Regions from separate parts of the Macaca fascicularis genome. Here region 1 is linked to region 2. A link is a contact called in public Hi-C data. All regions are on one chromosome and are shown on one strand. Each heading gives the region's core, a stretch centred on a gene start, on an enhancer-like site or on the middle of the called end of the contact. The rest is flanking DNA. Distances are from core to core; before and after follow the strand shown.

Region 1 (5,358 bases), core at 145-2,644, 310 kb after region 2:
GACCAGCCTGGGCAACAGGGTGAAACTCTGTCTCTACTAAAAATACAAGAATGGGCCAGGCAGTGGTGACGCACCTGTAGTCCCAGCTACTTGGAAGGCTGAGGTTGGAGGATTGCTTGAGCCCGGAAGGTTGAGGCTGCAATGTGCCACTGCACTCTAGCCTGAGTAACAGAGCGAGACCCCGTCTCAAAACAAAACAAACAATAATAAGGGTCCACAAACATAGGGCTTGTAAAACATCAATATACAAGAAACAAAGTTTTTCCACAATCCATAGCACTTATACTTCTTCAGATTCTGATCAATTATAGTCATCAGAAACATACGTATTATGTCACCAATAAATGAAAAAAGGCGAAATCTGATTGGCTGGTCGTATTTAAGTATACTCAATGGGTTTTTGAAATCTGAGGAAAGGCAAGAGAAATATTTAATCCCTCATGTCATGTCACTGGTCAGGAATGAGTGTCTCCAAAAACCGCTGCCATCCCGTCCCCTTGATTTCCCAGAAAGCAGTGGTTGTCTGAAATGTGTGGTTTGTTAATTATTTTCATAAGAAACTTCCCAGTAGATGGATAGTAAATCGCATGAGGAGCTCAGAAAAGGCCCCAAATGCGTAAAGACAAAGGAGTAAAGAAAAGCAAACAACAAAGATTTTCAACACTGGAGACGGCGGTGTTACTTAAAAGGTGTTTCAAAGAAAGAATCGGGGCGCTTTGCTCTTTACAGCACCTGCCTCCGAGGGAGGGAGCTCTCAAGCTTGAATGCGCCGAAGTTTCAACCTCTACAGTGGGAAAAAGACGCCTGCGACAAAACAAAGCGCTCGGTGGTGGTGGCCCTCGCGTCGCACCTCACGCCGTGCAGCTACACGAGACGAACACGGGGTGCGCTCCGGGGGGCCGAGTCCCGCGTTGGGGTCGATCCCCGTTCCCCGGGCCCCGCTCCTCAGGGCTGAGCCAGCTTTCTCCGGAAGGGGCGCTCTGCCTCCAGTCGTTCGCCGGGCTCCCATTCCTGACCCCAGACCCCTCGGGCACCCCCATAGGCCTCGCTGGCGCCCCTACCGCCCACCCTCTGGCTCCCACCCCGCGACGGCCCAGACCCCAAGCCGGCGCCTACTAGTCCCAACGGCGGGCTGGGAGCGCGGGCGCGGCGGGCTGGAGGGCGGGTGCCGCGAAAGGGAGGGCGCCCCACTTCCCCGCACCGCCCGGCCAGGCCCGCCGCGCACTGACCGGCTCGGGACAGCCCAGGGCCCTGGCGGCGAGGGCTGGACTCCTCAGCTTCGCTCTGCCACGCCGCGCCGCCGCCGCCCGCGTCTTTTGTTGTCGCGGGTTCTCCTGGCAACCGGCGAAGCCCGCCTCCCGCCGCGTCCTCCCCGGGTCGCGGCGTCCTGGCCCCGCCCCCGAACCTGGGCACGCCCCCAAGCCCGTGCGCAAGAGTCCTGCGTCCCCAGGAAGTCCGCAAAAGGCCAGCTCTCGGGCTTCCCTGCAAACCCGAGTTGTGTCCCACTAACGCGCTGGGACCGGTCTGTGAGGCCTGAGCGGAAGCATCTTTCCACGGGTTCGTGAAATGAATGAGAACGATTCCACACTGTGTTTCAATATCTTAGCTACCAATTCAGTTTATTTTTATTTTTATTGAGTAAAACTTGCATAACATAAACCATCTTAAAACTTACAATTCAGTGGCGTTTAATGCCTTCACAGTGCATTAAACTATCACCTCTGTATATAGTTCAGAAACATTTTCATAACCCCAAAAGAAAATCTCCAAACCAGTTAGTCATTCCTTCCAGTTCCCCTCTCCCCACAACCCCAGCCAGCCACTAATCTACTTTCTGACTCTATGATAGATTTACCTATTCTGGGCATTTCATTATTGATGGAAGCATTCAGTATATGACCTTTTGTGTCTAGCTTCTTTTGCTTAATGTTTTCAAGCTACAGTCATGTTGTAACAACTATCAGGACTTCTTTTTTTTTTTGAGACGGCGTCGCGCTCTGTCGCCCAGGTTGGAATGTAGTGGCATGATCGCGGGTCACTGCAAGCTCCGCCTCCCGGGTTCAAGCGATTCTCCTGCCTCAGCCTCCCGAGTAGCTGGGACCACAGGCGCGTGCCACCACACCCGGCTAATTTTTTGTATTTTTAGTAGAGATGGGGTTTCACTGTGTTAGCCAGGATGGTCTTGATCTCCACTGACCTTGTGATCCATCCGCCTCGGCCTCTCAAAGTGCTGGGATTACAGCCGTGAGCCACCGCGCCCGGCCCTTTAGATGGAGTTCCACTCTTATTGCCCAGGCTGGAATGCAATTGCGCTATCTAGGCTCAACGCAACCTCCACCTCATGGGTTCAAGCAATTCTCCTGCCTCAGCCCCCGGAGTAGCTGGGATTACAGGCATGTGCCACCACGCCCGGCTAAGTTTTCTGTATTTTTAGTAGAGACGGGGTTTCACCATGTTGGGCAGGCTGGTCTCGAACTCCTGACCTTGGGTGATGCGCCCACCTCGGCCTCCCAAAGTGCTGGGATTATAGGCGTGAGCCACCCCGCCGGGCCTGTTTTCAGGTTTTTTAGGTATGGACCTAAGAGTGGAATTGCTGGGTTGCATCGTAGTATTTAACTTTACCAATTTAGCTTTAAAAGCTTTAGTGCCTCCTGTTTTTAGTAGCACAATCTAAGCATCTTCAAAAATACTTCCTTCTCTCATGAAATATACGAATGAAGGTGGGGAAAAAAGCTGACTATTTATGTTTTTTTTTTTCTTTTAACTGAATTATTTAAATTTTTAAAAATTCAGGCTGGGCACAGTGGCTCACACCTATAATCTCAGCACTTTGGGAGGCTGAACTGGGAGGATCACTTGAGCCCAGGAGTTCGAGACCAGCCTGGGCAACATAATGAGACCCCCCCCCCAATCCCTACAAAAAATCAAAACTTAGTCGGGTGTGGCCGAGCATGCCTGCAGTTCCAGCTACTCTGGAGGCGGAGGTAGGAGGATCGTTTGAACCTGGGTGGTCAAGGCTGCAGTGAGCCATCGTTGCACCACTGCATTCCAGCCTGGGTGACAGAATGAGACTCTACCTCAAAAAAATAATAAATAATACATAATTTTTAAAATTCTAAGATTTGAATTGATTATGCTGCATTTTTAGAACTCTTTTTGAAAACAAACTCACATCATTACTGTGAATTGCTGAGTCAAACTGGTCTGCTGACAAAGCTTCAATGATTAATAGTACGTAACAATTTAAGTCTGGGAATACCCGGAAGTCTCAACAGAAGTTCTCAAGAGGCCACACAATTGCAGAGAGGAGGTCAGCAAATGCCTAACAGCATTAGAATGGGGCATTTTCCTTTGTCCCCAAATTGATGTCTTGAGTCCAGAGTTAGAGAAAAGGAGTTAAGTACTTAAGTTCCCCACACTGTAAAGTGAATGCCAGTCATTGCCAACCCTTCCTCCCTAGGATTTATAGCAGGACTAAGCTAATTCCATTCAAATTCCAATCCTATCTCTTTTTTAAGTGTCTGTAAGAAAGACTGGGCAGTGGAGTCAAGGGGTCTTGGGCCTTGCGGGTTGGAGAGTAAGCGGCCTCCCACCTAAGTCAAAGGAGGCTCTAAGAGTGACGGGCAAACCCTGTGTGATGTGCAAGAATAGGAAACCTGGCCTTCTGGTGGGAGCAACTATGGGAAGAAGTAAGCTGATCTGCTTCTCGAGAATGGAGCGAAGCAACTGAGAAGGCGCTGTAGTAGGGCAGCCTGTGTTCCTACAGTTTAGGAGGGGAGAACCTGTGATTTGCTCATGGTCCAGGGTATCCTTTGGAGGGTACCCAAGCTTGAGCCCCATGAAGATTGTCTTGAGGACTGTCTCCTGCAGATGAGTCCCAATCAGTAAGAGGCAGTGGGAGGAGCTGGGCTTGGGATTAACAGAAGTAATTGAGCCAGTGCTGGATCTTTGTACAGGAACTATGTCTTCTCCTTAAGGGAACTATATCTTTCAGGTCCACTGAAGAACGCTGCATACGTCCCATGGGAGACCAGCTTTGGGATGCTTATCCTACAGAGAAAAACATCCATGCCCAGTCCACTTTACTAAAAGCAGTAACAAATGGAAGATTTGGCCAAATTAAATAAAGAAACATGTGCCCTTTTCCCCTAAATCATCTTCCCTCACCCGCATTTTGAGAAAAGCTGGGTCCAGGAAAGAAAGGAAGTATTAAAGGAAGTATTAAGGAAACCACAGATCGTACCTCTTCTCCCACTTTAAATTATTTTAATGTTGCTATAATGTTTGACGGTTTCACTTAATTTCTCTGGCAGAGAGAAAAGAAGCTTTATACTTTAAAAAATGGGATTTCTGGCAGGGCACGGTGGCACACACCTGTAATCCCAGCACTTTGGGAGGCTGAGGCGGGCGGATCATAAGGTCAGGAGTTCGAGACAAGCCTGGTTAACATAGTGAAACCCCGTCTCTACTAAAAATACAAAAATTAGCCAGGTGTGGTGGCATGTGCCTGTAGTCCCAGCTACTCAGGAGGCTGAGGCGGGAGAATCACTTGAACCCAGGAGGCAGAGGTTGGACTGACCCGAGACTGCGTCATTGCTCTCCAGCCTGCGTAACAGAGTGAGGCTTTCTGTGCCATCATTTGCCTTTGGCTCCTTAATTTAGTAGAGAGAATGTTAGCTTTCCTAAGGAAACATACTGCTTGGGTCCTGTCAACCCATGCCAGGTGGATTTGCTTGGCCTAATGGTCAAACTGGGCAGCTACAATCTCCACCATTCATGAGGGGAACCTTGGGAGACTAGGAAAGAATCCATCACCCCAACCTGAAAAGCAAGCCTAGGACAGTGGCTTTCGAATTTGATTGATACTGAGCCACTATCAGAAATTCACTTGACATCATGACTCAATACACAGGTATGTGTACAAATGAAAACAAGGCCAGGCATGGTGGCTCATGCCTGTAATCCCAGCACTTTGGGAGGCCAAGGTGGGCGGATCACAAGGCCAGGAGACCATCCTGGCCAACATGGTGAAACTCCGTCTCTACTAAAAATACAAAAATTAGCTGGGTGAGGTGGCATGTGCCTGTAATCCCAGCTACTAGGGAGGCTGAGGCAGGAGAATTGCTTGAACCCTGGAGGCAGATGTTGCAGTGAGCCAAGATTGCGCCATTGTACTCCAGCCTGGAGACAGAGCGAGACTCCATCTCAATAAATAAGTAAATAATAAGTGAAAACAAAAGTTTTGGGAAACAATACTTACCTTTACTAAGTGCAATGTTCTATGTATTTTATTTTATTCTATTCTACTTTTCTTTTTCTTAGAGACAGGGTCTTGCTATGTTGACCAGGCGGGTCTCA
Region 2 (5,346 bases), core at 2,461-4,960:
ATGATTGACAAGAAGTGAATCAAGTCCAGGCACGGTAGCTCATGCCTGTAATCCCAGCACTTTGGGAGGCCGAAGCGGGCAAATCACTTGAGGTCAGAAGTTTGACACCAACCTGGCCAACATGGTGAAACCCCATCTCTACTGAAAATACAAAAATTAGCCAGGTGTTGTGGCACATGCCTGTAATCCCAGCTACTCAGAAGGCTGAGGTGGCAGGATCGCTTGAACCTGGGAGGCGGAGGTTGCAGCAAACAGAGATTGTGCCACTACACTCCAGCCTGGGCAACAGAGTGAGACCCTGTCTGCCTCAGAAAAATAATGATAATTATTTAATAAATAAATAAACTTTATTTTTATACATGTGTACATCCAGTTGTTGTAGCACCATTTGTTGAAAAGACAGTTCTTTCCTCTTGTCACCCTTGTTGAAAATCAACTTCCCATAAACTTATGGATTTATTCCTGGACTCCCAGTTCTATTCCACTGGTCTGTGTGTCTATCCTTATGTCAGTACCAAATTGACTTTATGAGTGTATAAGTGAAATAAGTTTGTTAAATGGGAGATGTGAATACTCCAACTTTTCCCTTTTTCACGATTTTTCTATCTCCTTCAAATTTCCTTATGAACTTCAGAATCAACTTCTCAATTTCTGCAAAGGAGTCAGCTGGGATTTTCATGAGGATTATGTTGAATCCTGTGTTGCCATCTCAAAAATAGTGTCTTCCAAATCATGAAAACAGGCTGTCTTTCCATTTATTTAGGCCTCCTTTAATTTCTTTCAAAAATGTTTTGTCGTTTTCAGACTACCATTTTATACTTCTGTTAAATTTCTAATTATTTTGTTCTCTCTGATGCTCTTGTAAATAATTTTTTTAAATTTTTTATTTGCAGATTGTTTAGAATTACGATTGATTTTGTACACTGATCTTATAACCTGTCGCTTTCCTGATCTCATTTATTAACCCTAGTAGGTTTATTGCGGATTCCTTAGGTTTTCTATAAACAAGATCATGTCATCTGGAAATAGAGATAGTTTTACATATTCTTTTCCAATCTGGATGCCTCTTATTTCTTTTTCTTATCCAACTTCCCTGGCTAGAACCTCTAGCAGAATGTAGAATAGAAGTGGTGAGAGAAGACATTCTTGCCTTCATCCTGATCATAGGGAGAAACATTCAGTCTTTTCACCATTAAGTATGATGTTACCTGGGGGTTTCATAGATACTCTTTATCAGGTTGGGAATTTTGTATTGCTGGTTTGTTGAGTATTTTGATCACAAAGGGAAGTTAAATTTTGTCAAGTGCTTTTTTTACATCTATTGAGGTAACAGATACCATTTTGCCTTTGTGCAAACTTTGTTCTGGATCTTTCAAGTGGCCCCTTTTAATTATGAAGATGTGAAGCAAGTATACATCCATTATTTCCAGAAGAAGGTATAACGAGCTACTTTAGGGCTTGGTGAAGACCCGAGATTTGACTTCTAAGCTCTCTCATGCATCTGTTTGAACTCTCAGAATTAAACTGGGATCAAGGACTCTCCTGGAAGGGAAAGGGGGAAGATCCAAACTCTTCTCAATTAGACATATCACAACTGTGAGGCTCCTGTTATGTGAATATCTGCCCCAACCCAGCCATCTTTGTGGATGATTTGCCTCCCAGGGAAGTGCCTGTGCACATTAAGGTGCTCGTCACTGAGCTCTGTTTAACCCCTGTGGAAATGGGCAGCTTCATACAGGAGCACTGCCACTTCTGTTTGAGACTTACAGTACATGCTGTCCAGAATCTGGGGGTGATCTGGACTTGAGTGACTATAGAAACTCATGCAGGAAGCTGTGCCTCACTAGGGACTTGGGGTTTCCAGAGTACCATGTGCCTCAGTACAACAGTTTTGCAGTAGACCTAAAACCAGACCAATATTCATCCTCTGGGTTGCCCCATAGTAACAGCTGGGAAGCACCAAGACAACCAGGACCAGCAGGTGGCACTCTTTGGAAAGCAAAAAATGTGGGATTCAGCTCTTAGGGGCACCTCTGAAGTTCTGCTGTCCTGGAAGCAGGCACAGGGTTTCACTGACACTGGTGTGCTGGGTATCTTTCATTGGTCCCTCCAGATACAATCTCCACCGTTCTCTTCCCTGCTCTGAGCCCAGGAAATTGGCATGCATGGGCACCAATGGACTCCCTAGCTCTCCACCTTCCAATTGGGTTTGACGGGTGGGGTTTGGCCACTAGCAGATCACAGTGCAAGAGGAGGGGAGGAGAGGCTATTTATTCTCCTGATTATTTTTCTGCTGGGTCAACAAGGAATGTCTGTCTCTCTTCCTAAGGCTACAGTCCTGTCAGATACTTCTTTCTATATGGTCTATTCTCTCTGTCTCTTTCTTTCCATTCTCTTCCCTTCTCATATAAAGGCTCCCTCTCATCGGCCCCTTTCTATTTAAGAGTGAAAACACTTCTCAGTTACTCAGATCCGGACTCTGCCCCTAGTTGCTTTTTCTGACCCTACCCACATCTCTACAAATAGTCCCTTTGTTAAATTCTGTTCACCTGCCCCAATTTGAGCATGCTGTTTCCTGCCGCCACCCTGAGCAGCACAGCAAGTTTAAGATCCTTGGACATGTCTTGGGAAAGAAATCCAAGGAGAAGAACCAGATTTTCTGCTAATAATTCTGATTTGAACAATGAAAGAAATATGAGATTTTTTTTTTCATACTGAGCTAGAGAAGCAGGACACAAGTTAGAGTATTTGCATACACATCTATTCCTCTTATCAAGCTTGAGAATGCCGAGAGTGTAATCTTTTAAATGCATATTAATATTACCAGCACATGGTAGATGTTCAAGAAATGAGTATTGACCATAACTGAGTTGTAAGACCTTCTCTCCAAGCCTCAATTTCTTCATCTGTACAGCCCCCATCCAGATTGAAATCTCATCTACTCAAGCTAAGTATATGAAAAACAAAGGCAGTGCAGGAGTAATTGAACTATTCATTAGATAAATGCTTTTATGTCACTTTTATTGTTTTCTAGGACACAGAGTAATACCTACGACCTTGGTTAACAAAAGACCAAAGGAGGTGATGCTAAATGCAAAAGACCAAAGGAGGTGATGCTAAATGCGGTTAGAAGTGCTTTTAATCAAATAGTTCAAACGACACATAATTAACACATTGTTTTAAAGCAAATGGACACTTTAAAGTGGAGCTCCGTCCTCTTAAAGTCCCAACAAGAGCTGGATTTAATAGCAGAGCCACACAGCCATGACATACGCTGCTATGGTCAACCCTCAACCTTAAGTTTGACACCAAAAGATGGCCGCCATTTATTATTGTGACAAAAGGCCAGATTACAAAACGCTGTGTACGGCCTGATCCCAGTTTTACAAAATATTCATACCCATCTACCTACGCGGGGGCGCGGGGAAAGGGGTGTCGTGTTAGGAAGTGCTGCTTATGCTGCCTGGTGTGGGAAAGTATGAGTCTTATTTTCCGTTTATTCTTTCTATAAAACATTTTTATAAATGAATGAATGAATGCTTTCCATGGGTGGATGACGATCCAGCCTGCCAGGGTGAGGCTCTTCTGGAACCAAGAGGGGCCAGGACAGTAGGAAGACAGGTGGCGGGGCTTTGGGCGACTATGGGCAGCCCAGGGAGACGCCAGTGCCAGGCCGGGCGCGCGCTTCACTTCCGGGAAGAGGAAAGAGGGAGGGGAGGGGAGAGGAAAAGAAGGGGCTGGAGAGAGAGATGGGGAGGTTGGGAAAGGGAGGCGGAAAGCATGGAAAAGGGGCGCGGGGAAACCGGGGGAGCGCAGAGGGGCACAGCCCTCACTCGCCCTGCCTGGGCGGGAGCGGCTCCGCCCCTCGGGCGCCGGGAAGGCCGGGGACGGCGGGGCCCGGAAGGTGACTGGAAGGAGCCAGGCTCGGGTCATGGCGGCGCCGGGCGCGTTGCTGGTGATGGGCGTGAGCGGCTCGGGGAAGTAGGTCCGGGAGAGGGCGGGGGACGCCCGGGAGAGACGTTGCGGGCGCGGCGGAGGCCGGACGTGTCGCCGTCCCTGCCGGTGAAATGGGGTCGTGGGGACCCCCCACCCTTCCCTTTGCAGATGAAGAAACCGAGGCCCGCGGCTGCGCGCACTCTCCCCGCCCACCAGCCTGCTAGCAGAGCGCCCATCCTGGGACCGCATCCGAGCCCAGGGTTCCCGCTCTAAGACAGGGAGGCTGCAGCGACCGCATGCTCAGGGAGGAAGCCACTCCTGAAGAGGCGGCTGCGGGGCCGCGCAGTGGAGGCCTAGCGAGCGGCGCTGGGCTCGGTTTCCGGGCGCCTCGTCGGGGCTAGGCGGGAGGGTGCACGGCCTCTAGCGAGAGGACGCAAACCACGGCCCAGGCTCTCACGGACCTTTGGCCATCTGAACACACAGCGGCCTCCTCCTGTGAGGCCCTGGACTTCTCCGATTCGATTTTGTAGTGAATCGTTTTCCCCTTCCTTTCATCAGCTTAACCTGGAAGGAGACAGCGTTAATATGGAGGGTAGCTCCTGAAGGTTTGGAAAGAAAGGAGAGAATTGTGGAAACCACATAGGTAGCCCAGTGTGCTAATTTGGAGACTGAGGAGTTAACATTTGGCTTCCTGTTTAAACCAAAGTCTAACTGTGCCCTTTATCAGAAAAGACAGCTGCTGCAGCGTTCGACCACAGGCAGCAAAGGATAGAACTTGATCACCTAAAACATTATAACCTTCAAGGGCCTATAGGACCCTTCTAGAATTTTCTGAATCAGGAACGGCCCATGTTGTGGCCCGTGTAGTCAGGTGTAAAGACTTACTCCAGGTAGATGGGTTTTGCTTTCCAAAATTGCTGTAGGGTTCTTAGCGACAAAGATAAGAAATCTTGAACTGAAATTGAAATAAAACATGGAGCCCCAAATCCCTAGCTGCCACATGATTTGAATCAGTTGGAGAATGTAAAATCATTGCCATCGTGTGATGTAACAGGAGTGGACAGCCCTAGGTCTTGGTTCTGTTGCTGTCTGGCTGTGTGAGCTTGGGTAATTCATGTACCCTTCTGAGTCTTGGATCAGTTGAGGGGGGTCTAATCCCTATGATGTATAGCTTGTGATATTCATGTACTCAGTAATTATTGAGCTCAATCCTTCCTCTATGTCATTGTCATATAGTGAACAGGACAGATAAAATCCCTGCCCTCAAAGGATTTACATTCTGGTATGGGAGACAGAGTAAATGAATATATGTAGTGTGTGAATTGGTGAGATGCTCTGGAGTAAGCAGAACATAGGGTGCCAGGCAGAGTGGTCAGGGAAGGCTCCTCTGGGGGAGTGGCGTTTGAGCAA

What was found. A called contact is a pair of places that touch in the nucleus more often than the background predicts.
Region 1: a Hi-C map of skeletal muscle shows a contact between it and region 2, with 5 times the contacts expected there. The contact joins the promoter of KIF27 here to the promoter of IDNK in region 2. A contact is called at or near these places in 2 of 2 Hi-C or Micro-C datasets (liver and skeletal muscle).

Annotation. Positions count from the first base shown.
Region 1 is chr15:114,546,105-114,551,462 of T2T-MFA8v1.1, forward strand. KIF27 (kinesin family member 27) reads right to left here and starts at 1,395. Exons shown (of 18, transcript XM_005582030.4): 1 at 1,230-1,395.
Region 2 is chr15:114,232,961-114,238,306 of T2T-MFA8v1.1, forward strand. IDNK (IDNK gluconokinase) reads left to right here and starts at 3,711. Exons shown (of 6, transcript XR_012424829.1): 1 at 3,711-3,904.